Linked DNA regions of Mus musculus: region 1 is linked to region 2. Evidence: chromatin contacts called from public HiChIP or PLAC-seq data. All regions are on one chromosome and are shown on one strand. The core of a region is the stretch at or near the end of the contact, and the rest is flanking DNA. Distances in the headings are between cores, read along the strand shown.

Region 1 (7,288 bases), core at 2,495-4,994, 590 kb after region 2:
ATTAAATATATTAAAAAAAAAAAACCCTGTGAGTCTCAAACTAAAATATTATCAGTTCTTATGTATTAAAAGTCAATCCTGGGGTACGAGTGTGGGTGTAACGTGGCTACAGTCATTTTCAAACTAGCAACAAACTAAGCAAGTGTGGTACACTAACAGCAGTAAGTAACACACACTAATTGGTTTTTAAAGTACGAAATGGTAAAGCCGTTCTCCTTGCCCAGTTCTTCTGTAGTCCTCGGAAGCAACCCGAGCTTTCTGGTTCCTGTTTGTCTTTCAAGAAGTGGTCCAGGAATACCAAGTGCACAGCAGATGGAAACGTTTTTAAGTACACAGACAGGAGCATATGCTGTATGGGACTCTGCTTGCAACGTTTTTCACTGTAATTACTTGAGAACCTCACTTCCCCAGCTTTAACTCCAGTGTCTTAGCATGCTGCTGCCGCATCAAACAGCAGAGGACTGGGAAGTAAACCTCAGCTTCAGACACCATTAGACACCATTTCAACCAGCACCATACCTCAGTGAACGAGTAAATAACACTCTGTGCAGGTCCTGTATACCTAGCACCAAATCCTAACACATAACAGGTGCGTCACAGTAAGCTGTTCAGCAAAACAGTAGATATAAATATGCAATGTGCATATAAATAGTGTTATAAAAGACTGACATGGGAAAATACGCTCTAGAAATAAGCCGGGTGGGGGGGAGGCATATTCATACTTGTATGTAAAGACCAAACCCTCTAAGACCTAGTAACTATTTAGTGGCCTAATAAATAATAAATTCAATGTTCCATATAGACAATATATTCATAGAAGATCTTTCAATATAAAAATATTTAGTACAGTGAGTATCAGTGGACAATATTTTCTCCATGATGCTAGAGACAAACCCAGGACCTAAAGCATGGCATGCAAACACTTCACTCCTAAGCTGCAACCCCAGTCCCTAGACAGATCTTGAAAGCACATATATCTAGAGATGTCTAGAAGCAAATAATGCAGAAGGAAATTTTAATCATGGTACTAATTCTAAGATACTATAAAACCAAATATGAAAATGTTTTACAATTAAAAAGCAATGATGACCAGTTACTGTTCAGAAATACTGTATTTGACAGTACAAATTCAAAAGGAATCAAGAGTAATTACAAGTGATAGTCTACTATGCAGCATTTAAAGGATAAGAAAACTCCAGAATCAATTAATTAGTTAAGAAATTAGCTATATTTAAGACTACTGCCCATTGAGAGGTATCTATGTGTAAATCTTCAGAAAATGGAGCAAAGCCTGGAGCTTGCATCAATTCCAATCCTTCCTCAGTCCGTGTCATCGCTCTCCACCTTCTCCACCTTCTCTGTAGGATGAGTGAGTGGGAGAAGGAGCTGCCACTAAAGTGAGGATGGTGTTGCTCTCAGTAATGCAGTTTGAGTTTGGGATGTCCGCCACAGGTTTCCAGCTCATGGTGCTATTTTGAAGGCTATGGAGAGCAGGTAGGTTGTGGCCCTGGCTGGCAGGCACAGGTCATGAAGGTACAGACACTGAACTAGATTTGGCTGGGTGAAAAGTACAAAGACATTTATGTTATACAAGACTGTGTATATTCTCTGTGTACAGTATATATATCCTAGTATATAGTCTACAAATAGTACATTTTCTTTTTCTTTCTGTGGTGGCCTGAGTAAGAATGGCCCCAATAGGCTCATGGATTTGAATGCTTGGTCACCAGGGAGTGGCCCTATTAGGAGGTGTGGTCTTATTGGAAGAAGTGTGTTGAGGAGGGTGAGCGAGGCCCAGTGCTCCCTCTCTCCCTGCTGCCTGTCCATCTGGATGGAGACCTCTTTCTAGCACCATATCTGCTGCATGGCACCATGCTCCTAAACATCCTGATAATAAACTAAATCTTTGAAATGGTAAGCAAGCCCTAATTAAATATTTTCTTTTATAGGAGTTGCTGTGGCCATGGTGTCTCTTCATAGCAATAGAACAATGACTAAGATACTCCCCGCCCTGCCCTCTCTTTTGTTTGAGACAGAGTCTCACTGTGTGACTTTGACTGGCCTGAAATTTGCTTTGTAGACCAGCCTGTCCTTGAACTCAGCCATCTGCCTGCCTCTGCTGGGATTAAAGACATGCACCAACATGCTCCACCATGCCCCAACTAAAAATAATATATATTCTTCTATATGTACGACAAATTTCTTAAATGTAAAATTTAGCCGTTTTACGTTCCCAGAGAAATTAGACTACAATTTTTCATTTACAAATAAGCAGCACACTTCCAGGACCTTTGTCCGGGATTCTCAATGGTCTAAGGCGAACAAGCCGCTTACCTCGTACTCTATACAAGGGTCTGGAGAGTCATCAGTGCAATGAATAAACCTTTGGAGAGAAAAATGCAATTTTTTTGTTAATTTATGCAGACATCTTCATAAACAATATGAGCTTTGATCCCATGAAGCATTGCTTGCTGTTGAGTACTACGCAGGCGCATTTAATCCTCAACACAGCACAAGCAGCTCCAGTAACCTCCATTTTCCTGTCAATGGGCAAAGAATCTAAAATTCAAAAAAGTCCAAGCTTGGCAAATAAGCTAGGACGATACACAACTCAGGCTGACCAGCTCTGAGTGACGGTAAGTCTGTCCACTCTCGGTGTCCGTCCTGCTGCGGAGTCAGCAGGCTGCATACTGTTCTATGACATCAGCTCTGCCACTGAGAGCCACGCAACATGGCTATGCTCCATCTTTAGTGAAGGTAGGATGGCAGCACCATCCACCTTAGTGATAACCCTGAGGAGTACACTGAGGACTGCTCTGTGGACAGTAGCTTGGCCACAGAAAGCCACAATGTCTGTCATTGCAAAAGACCTTGGACAGAACCATACAACCCTCCGTTAAGCATCCCCTCTAAGGACTGTTTCATGAACAATAAAATAGAGTATTACAAAACGCCCATCTGTGCCAAGCCCTGGACTAGGCACCAGGACCACAAATCACCTAGGACCCCAAAGTGCTTTATGAGGCATGACAGAGGAAGCTAGCAGGTACACAGATCATTTCAGAACACCAGGGAGAATAAAATACTCCGATGGAACAAACAAGGAAGCAACTTGCTGGCTGTCATGTGTGGGAGGGAGAGGAGGAAGTAGAAAGGGGATCCACTTTGAGGCAAAGGGAAACATGCCACAGCAGGACAGGAATATGAAGACAAGAACCCCATGAGATTAGCAGGCATGGGTGTGCATCAGCAATGAAGATGGGTGAAAGCTGTGGACACCGAGCGCTGGTTACTTTGTGTCTCTTTCACCCAAACTAGAGTCACCTGAGAAGGGGGAGCTTAGTGGGAGCCTACCTCCATCAGACTGGCCTGTGCACAGGTCTGTGGGGGCATTTTCTCTTTTAATTGATGATTGATACGGGAGGGTCCAGTCCACTGCGAGCAGCGCTATCCCGGGCAAGGAAGCTGTCCTTGTTTAAGGAAGTAGCTAAGCAAGGCATGGGGAGCAAGTCAGTAAGCAGCCCCCCCCCACCCCCCCGCCCCGTGGCCTCTGCTTTAGTTCCCGCCTTAGCTTCCCTTGATAATGACTCTAAGCAGGAAGACGAAATAAATCCTTTGCCTCCCCAAGTTGCTTTGGGTCTGTATTTTATCACAGCAACAGAGAAACAAAGCAAACCAGGACAAGGGGGAAAGCCCAGGTGATCCGTCCCTCTACTGCTACTCATCTTTATTTGTTTTATTTTATTTTATTTTTTGGATTTTCAAGACAGGATTTTTCTGTGTAGCCCTGGCTGTCCTGGAACTCACTCTGTAGACCAGGCTGGCCTCGAACTCAGAAATCTGCCTGCCTCTGCCTCCCAAGTGCTGGGATTAAAGGAGTGCGCCACCACCGCCTGGCTCATTTTTACTTTTAATTTACCACTGACATGCATTATTGTAGGGAGCTTGACAAAATTGGTGGGAAAAAAAGGTAGTTGTACATGTGCATCACTCGTAATATGTAATATACAATTGTGAAAACCGAGCATGAAGAAAACAAGAGCACTTCCCCCCTTGTGGCTATTACGGTTGGAAGTAAGATGGCCCTCACACGTTCATGTGTTCAATACGTGTCTCCAGCTGTAAGCCCGGGAACTCAGCAGTGGGGTGAGTGTATGAAGTCAGACCAAGTCTCTGCTTCCCCGGCACCAGGAGGCGGGTAGCTCTCCGCCATACTGCTCTGCCTCACTGTGGGCACAGAGCCACGAGGCCACCACTGCAGTTAAGGCCCCTGAACTGTGAGCAGAACTAGATCCTCCTCCTCTTGCTTTGTCACAGGAGAAGGATTCAGCTAACAGATGTGCTGACCAATGAAAGACAGGATTTCTCGGGCACAGAGAAATCTTTTAAAGGCTGTCTTGAAGGTAGTGGGTAGTGAGGTATTGAGGTTTATGCTCAGCAGGCATGAAGCCTTGGATCCAGTTTGAGGAAGGGAAGCATCGAGCCATTCAAACACAAACCCAGTGTAAAAGCCTTTGGCCTCCCTGACTCTGTGGCACGTTGGCACTCTGCAATCATTTATGTTTTCACATTGCAAACAGTAACAATTGTGGTCAACTTGACTAGCTGAAATCCAGAGAACACAGACTTCTAGAACCACTAATAACTGGGAACCAAATGATATAATCTACAACACGTTTCAAAAGAAAGGTACACAGTGTGCTTTATTAAGCTGCCAATGGCCTTTCTGTTTTTACAGTAGCAAATGTTTACGTGTGCCATGTACTACTGAGGTAACAAGGGTGAAAGGAGCATTCAGTCAGAAGGTACACTATGACTCTCATGGATGGAGGTGCTAGAACTCTTACTAAAACTCCTGGGTTAAGTTTAGTGGGGAGGCACAGGGAGGCTGGGGGTGGGGATAGAGGGGATAGAGGAGAGAGAGAGAGAGAGAGAGAGAGAGAGAGAGACAGAGAGAGACAGAGAGAGACAGAGACAGAGACAGAGAGAGAAATACTTAATACACACACTGACAAGACTTTAGCCTCAAGCAGGACTCGTGTTGAAAAGGAAAACAAAAGCTATCATTAACCAAATTTTCTTTCCATAAGAAAGTCAGGAAGTGTCTGTTACCGCGCCCTACCACTCAGAGGTGCAACCTGAGGACCTCATTGCCCTTAAAAGCAAAAATCCCTTGCTTCAAGTTCAACTAAGGTTACCCGAAGTAGCTATACTTCAAAACTAACTATGAGTACATTTAACATTGCTTAAGCAAAAATAAATCTTACAGGTCGTTTCAGGTTGATCAAAATTGAAGCCATGAAATGTCAGGTTAATAAAAATCACTACAATTGTTCAATTCTTTAAAAATAACTGCTCTTTCCCACGAGGGCCAGCATGAGAAGCACTAAGAATATTAATGGAGTTCCTATGTTGTGACACCAGGCATGACGGAGACAAGCAGAATAGTCTAGGGTAGATAACCTATGTCTCAGACATAATCCAGGCTAAGATAGGAAACCAGGAAGTGCCTGGCGTGATGGTGCATGTGTGTACCAGGACCGTGAGGCAGGGGCACTATTATGAGCTCTAGGCTAGCCTAGGCTACACAGTAAGTTCCAGGTCAGCCTGGAACAGTGTGTAAGTAAATAAAATGAAAAGGAGAAGGAAATAAAGAGAGAAGAAAAGAAGAAGCAAGAGGAAGGGGGAGAGAGGAAGGAAGAAAACAATCAATGAACCTAAGGTCAAGAATAAAATCACCATCAAGACCTTGGGCCCTGTAATAAGCCTCTCTCAGCCGCTCACACACATAAAATGTTAGCTTCTGAAACCTTCAAGACCACCCCTCAGGACACACCTCCTTCAACAAGGCCACATCTCATGTCTCCCCAACATTTGCACCAACTGTGGCCCAAGCACTACATGACTGTCCTAGCTAGCCATCAAGCTCTGGGCTTCCCACATGTCCCTTCCTCCACCCCTAGTGCCAGGAATTCGGAAGGACCGCCATATTCAGCTTTATGTGGATTGTGGGGACCCACACTCAGGTCCCCAAGCTTGCCCTTTACCGACTGAGCCATCTCCATAGCCTCAATTTAGAAAGAAAGAAAGAAAGAAAGAAAGAAAGAAAGAAAGAAAGAAAGGAAGGAAGGAAGGAAGGAAGGAAGGAAGGAAGGAAGGAAGGACGGACGGACGGACGGACAGACAGACAGACAGACAGACTTGTCCATCTCGTCCAAGTTTTCCAGTTTTGTTGTGTATAGCCTTTTGTAGAAGGATCTGATGGTGTTTTGGATTTCTTCAGGATCTGTTGTTATGCCCCCCTTTTCATTTCTGATTTTGTTAATTAGGATGCTTTCCCTGTGCCCGCTAGTGAGTCTGGCTAAGGGTTTATCTATCTTGTTGATTTTCTCAAAGAACCAGCTCCTCGTTTGGTTGATTCTTTGAATAGTTCTTCTTGTTTCCACTTGGTTGATTTTGCCCCTGAGTTTGATTATTTCCTGCCATCTACTCCTCTTGGGTGAATTTGCTTCCTTTTGTTCTAGAGCTTTTAGGTGTGCTGTCAAGCTGCTAGTGTGTGCTCTCTCCCATTTCTTTTTGGAGGCACTCAGAGCTATGAGTTTCCCTCTTAGAAATGCTTTCATAGTGTCCCATAAGTTTGGGTATGTTGTGGCTTCATTTTCATTAAACTCCAAAAAGTCCTTAATTTCTTTCTTTATTCCTTCCTTGACCAAGGTATGTATCATTGAGAAGAATGTTGTTCAGTTTCCACGTGAATGTTGGCTTTCTATTATTTATTTTGTTATTGAAGATCAGCCTTAGTCCATGATGATCTGATAGGATGCATGGGACAATTTCAATATTTTTTTTTGTATATGTTGAGGCTTGTTTGGTGACCAATTATATGGTCAGTTTTGGAGAAGGTACCATGAGGTGCTGAGAAGAAGGTATATCTTTTGTTTTAGGATAAAATGTTCTGTAGATATCTGTTAGATCCATTTGTTTCATAACTTCTGTTAGTTTCACTGTGTCCCTGTTTAGTTTCTGTTTCCATGATCTGTCCATTGGTGAAAGTGATGTGTTGAAGTCTCCCACTATTATTGTGTGAGGTGTAATGTGTGCTTTGAGCTTTACTAAAGTTATGGCTCAGTGGTTAAGAGCACTGACTGCTCTTCCAGAGGTCCTGAGTTCAATTCCCAGCAACCACATGGTGGCTCACAACCATCTGTAATGGGATCTGATACCCTCTTTGGGTACGTCTGAAGACAGCTATAGTGTATTCATATACACAAAATAAATTTAAAAAAAA
Region 2 (7,578 bases), core at 4,406-6,905:
GGAAAGGGGATAATATTTAAAATGTAAATGAAGAAAATATCCAAAAAAAAAAAGATATGCAGGAATAGCTTGGAAGTTTATATATAAGGAGAGGTTAACTTATTTACATTGTAACTTTTCTCTGACAGACAGTAACCCCTACAGGATCTGGCCAAAGCTCCTGGTAAAATGTGCTGGGTAAAGCCCTTTAATCTAATGCTTTCCACATGGAAAGTTTGCCCTGTTATTAAAGCTTTCCAGTTTACAAAGACTGAATCCAACACATGCCAGGAAAGACAACCTTGGACTGGCAGCAGTATTTATCACCATCCCTTCGAGTTTGTCATCTGTTGTTTATAACTTTTCCAGTCACATTTTTACCAAATGAATTATCAACTGAGATTTCATTCTGGGACATAAAATTATTGACTGAGTCTGGCAGTTTGTTAAAATAACCACAGTCAACATGCAGTGACCCCAAGGCTTCCCCAGTGCATCCCTGCTTCCCCCCCAGCAGTATCAGATTTAGCAAGAAAGGCAGGGGAGGCTGGGTAATAACTCCATCAGTAACTTGCTTATCATGTGTTTGAACCCTAGCACTCTAGAATCGAGGTGTGTAGACTCACACTCTTATCCCAGCACTGGGGAGCTGAAGAAGGGAGATCTCTGAGTCTTGCTGGCAGTCAGTCTAGCTGAATCGGTGAGCCTCAGTCACAGAGCCTGTCACAAATGTAAGGTGGGGAGCCATATTGACCTCTGATGTCTGTATGCCTACACATGGTTAAATATCCATCCCTCAAAACACATGCACATGCTAGAGCGAGGTGGGAGGAGAGGAAGGGGGAGGGAGAAAGGCAAGGGAGGGGGAGGATGGTGGGAAAAAGAGAGGAGGGGAAGAGAAGGGGAGGGAGGAGAGGGATGAAAGAGGAAAGGAAGCAACATTTAGAGTGTGTGCAAATCTTGAAATGTCTTAGACATTCCACCCACCTCCACCCCCAGCCCCACTCCCGACTCTTTACAACATAGTCCTTTGCCACCTTCAGCTCCAGGGCCACCTGTCTTAATTCAGGAGCATAAAACGTGTCTGCGTTTGGTAAATTCTCCAAGATAAACAGTCTTTGTTGTGTCTGGCTCTGGATATGGCCACGTGGACAAAGTCACTATTCTGTACGAAGCAAATACAAGCAGGCCCTCAGCTGCTAAGTTCCCATTGCATTCCCCAGCAGGGTGGGCGGAAGGAGCTCTTGGAGTTTCCAGCCAGCCATGGGATGCCAGGCAAATGCAGGAGTCACAAGGAAAAAAATCAGACTCGACTGCCTCTCGAAGTGGAAGAGCTAGAGACTGAATGCTAACTATCAGTGTCAGGTCAAAGGTGCGTCAGATCATTTGCACCCATGTGATGGAACACCTGTGGGATGGAGCACCAGTGAGAGGGAGCATCGGTAAGAGGGAGCACCCATGGGATGGAGCACCCATGAGAGGGAGTACCAGTGGAATGGAGCACTTGTGGAATCGAGCACCAGTGAGATGGAGCAGGAACAGAGAGGTTCTGCTCTAGGATTCCTCTTCTCAGTGGAGCTGGTGCCACAGACACTTGGTCTTCAGTCCAGCCTGACACTCCATATCCTTGTGAGATGGATGTGTTATAGATGTTTCCTCTACTGAGGTCAAAGCATGAGCATCATTTAGACATCAGCAGTAGTCCAGAGGGTGGAGCTTAAAGAGCCCACCGATGGCTCAGTTATAGCCTATTCATCCAGGGCTGGTACACCAAGGACCAGGGCAGGAATGAACAAAGATCCTCTTATTCCAGCAGCAGCAAGGTCATCCACTGGGTTTTAAAGAAGCTACATGGTACCCTTTCACCCATGCAGTGTGAGGCATTATAGAGGCATGCATGCATGCAGGATCAACCATCAGATTTTCACAAACCTGAGATTCCAGGATCAGGGAGGGTGAGGCTGTCCCTCCCAAGGGTGAACCACATCAGCCAGTGTGTAGTGTAGAGCAACATTTGTTGCTGCCATAGAAAGAAGCACTAGCTGGCGTGACTGGCTAAGGGAAGTTGATATTTCAGAAGGCCACAAGAGTTGGAAAATGTCTTTCTGACACTGTCATGGAGAAGACTGCAAATGAATGCCCAAGGCCATCATCTAAATGGCTTCCTGTAACTAGATTCACATTCTATCTACTGTGATGCTGAATTTTTGGAGTGAACTCCTGGAAAACCAATAAAAACATAAAACAACCCCTCCTTTCCATTCAGGTGGAAGCCTTCTCTCCACTGCAGAGCTGAGCATCCTTCTTTTCCAAGAATCTGTGATTTCAGCGTTTCCTTCCCCTAGCAGAGTTGCTTGCTCTTGACATAAGATGGAGTTTCACTATTCTATCAAAGAAGTAGGCATGAGTTTCATCATTTCTGGACTATATTTGACCATGCAGCCACCCAATGAGGTGAGTCTTCTGTGGAACCCATTTTGGGAAACACTTTGCAGTAGGTTTATAGTAACAAAGACACAGCTCTATTGTCCATGTAACTACCATAGATAGGAAGAACCAGCCTACTCTGACGAGAACTCACTCCCAGCAGCCCAGCCTCCCCTGCTCTTAGCATTCAAACCCTAGCCATCTAAATTTGTTCCCATCCTCCTTATCCTAAGGCACTCGGCACTCCACCCCAAGACTCTATCTTCCACATGATGATCCTGAATGGTCTGATTTCTGTTGTTGTGATAAACACCGTGCCCAAAAGCAACATAATGGAGGAAAGGGTTTATTTCAGCCCACACTTCCAGACTGTAGTCTATCATTGAGGCAAATCAAGGCAGGATTCCAGCAGAAACCATGGAGGAATACTGCTAATTGGCTCACTTATGCTCAGCTAGCTTTCTTACACAGACCAAGCCCTAGTGAAGCCTAGGGATGCTGCCTCCCACAGTGGGCTGGACCCTCACACGTCAATTGTCAATCTAGACAACAATTCACACACATGGCCAGAAGCCATGTTCCTCAATGGAAGGTTTCTTCAGAAGAGCATATGTTAAGTCAAGTTGCTTACTGAAGCTAACTACACAACGAAGTCTTATGAAATCCAGCATTTCTTCCCTCAAATGCTCTTTTCTCATTTCCAACACGCTCTGCTTCTACAGGATTTGACATGAGGATGTACAAAATAACTTAACCAAGTAAGACCAAGGCAGGATCAGAAAAAGAACATTTATTAAGTGCAGAAATCCTAAAAGTCAATCCAAATATAGTCAGAACAAGTCAAAATTACTAAACATTCATGGGACTCAGAGACTCACAGGGTGATGGGGGACCCCTTAGACTCAAAAGATAATTTTCTTGGTGGCTTAGGTTCAAACCATTGAACTTGTTCCTGTTTCAACTTAAACTTTTCCTCCCATTAGTCACTAAGGACTTACTATGTGCTTGGCGCTGGATACAAGGGGTTCAAAACCTAGGAGGCCTAGGACAGAGTGAGATGAACCATAAGAGAACAATGTGATGCACTTAAGTGGATTCAAGAGGAATTATTGAGCTCTGCCTGGAGGAATCAGGAAGGCCTCAAAGACTTGGAGAACCCAAAGAATGTTATCAATTATACAAAGATGTGAGGAAGGGTCAATAGAGAAATACCTGTGCAAAGATCTACATGGTTTGAAAGACTCCGCTATGGTTGAGAGGCGCTTTCAATCAATGAGGGTCAAGTTTATTGTTTGTCAGATGCACCATCAAAAACTCAATATATTAACCAACTTAATCTTCCAGGAAGTTCAATGAAATAGGCTTAGTCAAAGTTCTATGGTTGTGAAGAGATACCATAACCATGGCAACCCTTATTTAAAACAACATTTAATTGGAGCTTGCTTATAGTTTCAAGTGTTTAGTCCATTATCATTATGGCAGTGAGCATGGTGGTATATAGGCCACCATATAATACATCTGGATCCACAGGCAGCAGGAAGAGAGAGACACTGGGTCTGGCTTGAGCTTTTAAAACCCCAGAGCCCACTTCCAGTGACACACTTCTCCCACCAAGGCCATAGCTCCTAATAGGCCACTCTCAAGCAGGGCCACTCCCTAGTAACTACCCATTTAAATATATGAGCCTATGGGGGCATTCCTATTCAATCACCACACTGGTGGTGTTATGCTATTCTATGTGTGAGAAAACATTGCTAAGGCAGATTCTTTGACTAAGGCCTTGCTGTTAGATGATGGGGCAGGTCACACAGAGTAATATCAATGTGGGGTGTCAAATCCTATGAACAAGGATTCAGTCCCAGTTTTGCCCAACTCGGAAGGCCCCCCCCCCTTTTATCAGGGGTGTTTGATGGTTCCTTCCTTGGCTAAGTGAATAGGGGGTGGGGCCTGGGGATGAGCTCAGACAGGCCAAGTGGGGAGCCTGGGCCTCCTTACTCAGACCAATGGGAGATAACTCTCACTCCAACTCTCTCATGACTTTCGACTTAACCCCACGGCCTCCTTCCTCTTCCCCACATACCTTGCCTTCAGGTCACAAAGCCTTTTCTTTTCTTGGCACCTGGCACAGAGAAGGCAACACTTTTGATTTTGGGTAGAGCAAAGGAGCCACCAACAAGTCAAATGCTGTCATTGGCATCTCAGGCTGTCCCTCAAGAGAGTCCTCAGAAGAACTGCCCTGTTTGTCACTTCCAAGGTTTGGGTGTTTCCCTAGTAACTGTGGGTTTGGCTCAGCTTGGGGACTGCTTGTCTGTCTGTCTGTCTGTCTCTCTCTCTCTCTCTGTCTCTTTCTGGAGTTAAATGATGTAGCAAGGCTAACTTTCCAACTGATTTGCAGAAGGGCCAAAGAGAACTGTGGGTATCTGAGCTGAGGCCAGCTGAGCTCCCGTAGTGCAGATGGTGAAGCAATCCTGACCTGTACTGGCTACTGTTTTTAGACCTTCTACAGTTTAACATTGTATAAAGTTTACATCTCCATCTGGACTTTTGAAATTGGCCACAGTCCATTGGGCTGGAGTGCAATGACCTTTGAACAAAGATTACTGGTATCCTGGGCTGTGACCCACAGAAATCACATGTTAGTGTTCCAGAGTGGTATGAATGTGATTTTGGGTGTGAGGGGTGGATATACAAGGTCCCAGAAAGCTCTGATTAAAGTGTTCGTCTGTTCCTTGTTCTTCCTTCAGTCTTTGGCTGTCTGTCGAACACCTTCCCTCCCAATCCATCGAGTGGTTAATTATCACATTTTCACCTCCATTTGTCCCTCCTCAGTCAGGTTTCAGATGCTCCCTAGCCTTATGAAGAACCAGATAGTAAATATCTTAAGCCTAGGACCACAAGGTCTTTGTGGCAACTACTTAACTGTCACTGTAGCACAATAAATGCCACACATAATATGCAAACATACAATTGTAGCTATATTCTAATAAAACTTTACTCATGCGGGGCAAGATACTGTGATAGGCCATAGTTAGATTACTCTCCTTTAAAAAAAAATCCTCTCCCACTTCCTTCTTATTTTGAATCCCAAGAATGGGAATGAGGTGTTTAAAATGCAAACTATTTGTCTGTCTTGTTACTTTTGGACAGTCCTTCTGTTTCTTTATACTTCAGAAAGTACACATTGTCTTGTCCTTGTAGATGGTTATTTAAATTGAAAGCAGCTGTGCAGAAAGGCACTCCCAGGGAGCACATTTGTTATGCCCACTACTAGGAAACAGTGACTTTTAGACACACTACATTTGTTTGGCTAGATACAATGCTTACCATTGTGTTACAAAGAACCCAGGAAACCCTTCTACCCCTCACATAGCCCAGGCACACAATGGCAAGTATTTTGTTTAGTTTTGTTTGCTGAAGAGAACAAAAAGGAGGTGAGCTGGAAGGAGGGAGGGAAGGAAAGAGTATAAGAAAGCTAAACTAATTTGGAAGTGGTAGATGATTCTGGACTGTAACATGGATACCCTTCCTTACCCTCTCAAGGTTGTGACTATAAAACCTCACAGCACCTGAGCTCCTGGGGGGAAATGAAAACCAGATAGGAATATACCAAACAGAGGTTCAGACAAGGAACACTCCATAGGTGTGTCCTGTCAATGGAGGTGGGCGACCAAAATGTATGCATCAAGATCACTTGGCCTCAAGGATGTATCAGCACCAATCCCATACTCCTCTCTCTCCTCAGCCTGTGGTTATCAGGAGAAAGGGTTCCTGACTGGGGGCCTTGCAATGCTTCTTACACCTGCTTATATTGAGATACTCAATGAAAGAACTATGCAGACCAGCGTCTGGAAAATGTTGCAGAGTATTTGATCACACTGTAAACCCCGAGATTGTGTTGGTTCCTGTGGTGTGCTGGCTAGTCTTGTGTCAACTTGACACAGCTGGAGTTATCACAGAGAAAGGAGCTTCCATGAGATCCAACGGTAAGGCATTTTCTCAATTAGTGATCAAGGGGGAAAGGCCCCTTGTGGGTGGGACCATCTCTGGGCTGGTAGTCTTGGTTCTATAAGAGAGCAGGCTGAGCAAGCCAGGCGAAGCAAGCTAGTAAAGAATATCCCTCCCTTGCCTGCTTGCTGTGTGGGACTGAGTAACTGCTAGATCCTTGGACTTCCAGTCACAGCTACTACTGAACCATTGTTGGGAATTGGACTGCAGACTGTAAGTCATCAATAAATTCCTTTACTAAATAGAGACTACCCATAAGTTCTGTGACTCTAGAGAACCCTAACTAATACATGCAGGGTGGGGGGGACCCTGTTTCTTGTTGTAGTGTGGCTTAGCCTCAGAAACCACCTTTAATTCCTCTGGCTGGAATACAGACATGCCCTTAGTACTCATCTTTAATACCAAATGATGAAGGGATGAAGGTAAAGTTAGTTTGTAGAAGGAAAGACCCGTGTTTGAAAGTGATGTCTAATTGAGGGGCGGACAAAGTGACAAATCAGAGAAAGACTTGACAAAATAGGATCTGCCTAGCTCTCATGAGGAGAGGAAAGGGCTGCCCAGCTCTCATGAGGCAAGGAAAGAGAGGTAGGGCAGGAAGGAGGAGGGGTCAGTTTTACCAGGAGAGTCTTATAGAGAAGAGAGAACAAGCTAGACAAGGGTGAAGATAGAATGAGCCAGAAAATGAGAAGGAGTTAGAAGATTAGAACATATTTCTGGAGTTAGTATGAGGACAAGCAGAGCTATTCAGGAGAAACTGAGAGAAGCCAGACTGAATCAGTCAGCTTGGAGAGTAGTTTGAGTCAGAGTAGCTAGGTTGATCAGCCAGCCAAAGTTCAGAAAGAGCTAGAAACGGTGAGCTTATTCAGCAGTAAGTCCTCAAGGCTGAAAATATTCTAGGCCTAGATAATATTGTATGGAGGCTAGAAGCTTCCAGGACTAGGCCTATGTTAGCAGAGTGAGACAGTAACCCTCAGAGACGATTATTAACTTCAGGCAAATAAAAGGTACTTTTATAGCAAAATATGATAAGATTCCAGGGAAAGATTAGAGCAGGCAATGTAATAGCAGCATGATTCCAGTTTTGCTTGAAATCTTTAGGTACTTTCCTGGACCAGAACCCAACTGTAGGAACACATGCAGTGATATGTCAACAGTGCCTTTCTCTAC

The links. HiChIP or PLAC-seq counts read pairs in DNA pulled down with a chosen protein or histone mark.
Region 1: an H3K27ac HiChIP or PLAC-seq map of embryonic stem cells shows a contact between it and region 2, with 2.9 times the contacts expected there. The contact joins two enhancer-like sites. A contact is called at or near these places in 1 of 484 Hi-C or Micro-C datasets (embryonic fibroblasts) and 2 of 115 datasets of contacts at active chromatin or transcription factors (both in embryonic stem cells).

The regions. Positions count from the first base shown.
Region 1 is chr2:5,808,462-5,815,749 of GRCm38.p6, forward strand. It overlaps Cdc123 (cell division cycle 123), which reads right to left. Exons shown (of 13, transcript NM_133837.5): 7 at 2,335-2,383. Among named protein-coding and RNA genes, the nearest start is that of Gm29984, 13 kb to the right of the region's middle. Within about 2 kb of position 3,745, at least 23 of the 459 cell types and tissues checked have an H3K27ac peak or open chromatin away from gene starts, as enhancers often do. A contact at or near this core is called in embryonic stem cells, where this site is marked.
Region 2 is chr2:5,214,491-5,222,068 of GRCm38.p6, forward strand. All of the region lies in intron 2 of Ccdc3 (coiled-coil domain containing 3), which reads left to right. Gm46729 (a long non-coding RNA gene) reads left to right here and starts at 915. Exons shown (of 3, transcript XR_001783223.1): 1 at 915-1,421; 2 at 2,246-2,433; 3 at 6,149-6,364. Within about 2 kb of position 5,656, at least 20 of the 459 cell types and tissues checked have an H3K27ac peak or open chromatin away from gene starts, as enhancers often do. A contact at or near this core is called in embryonic stem cells, where this site is marked.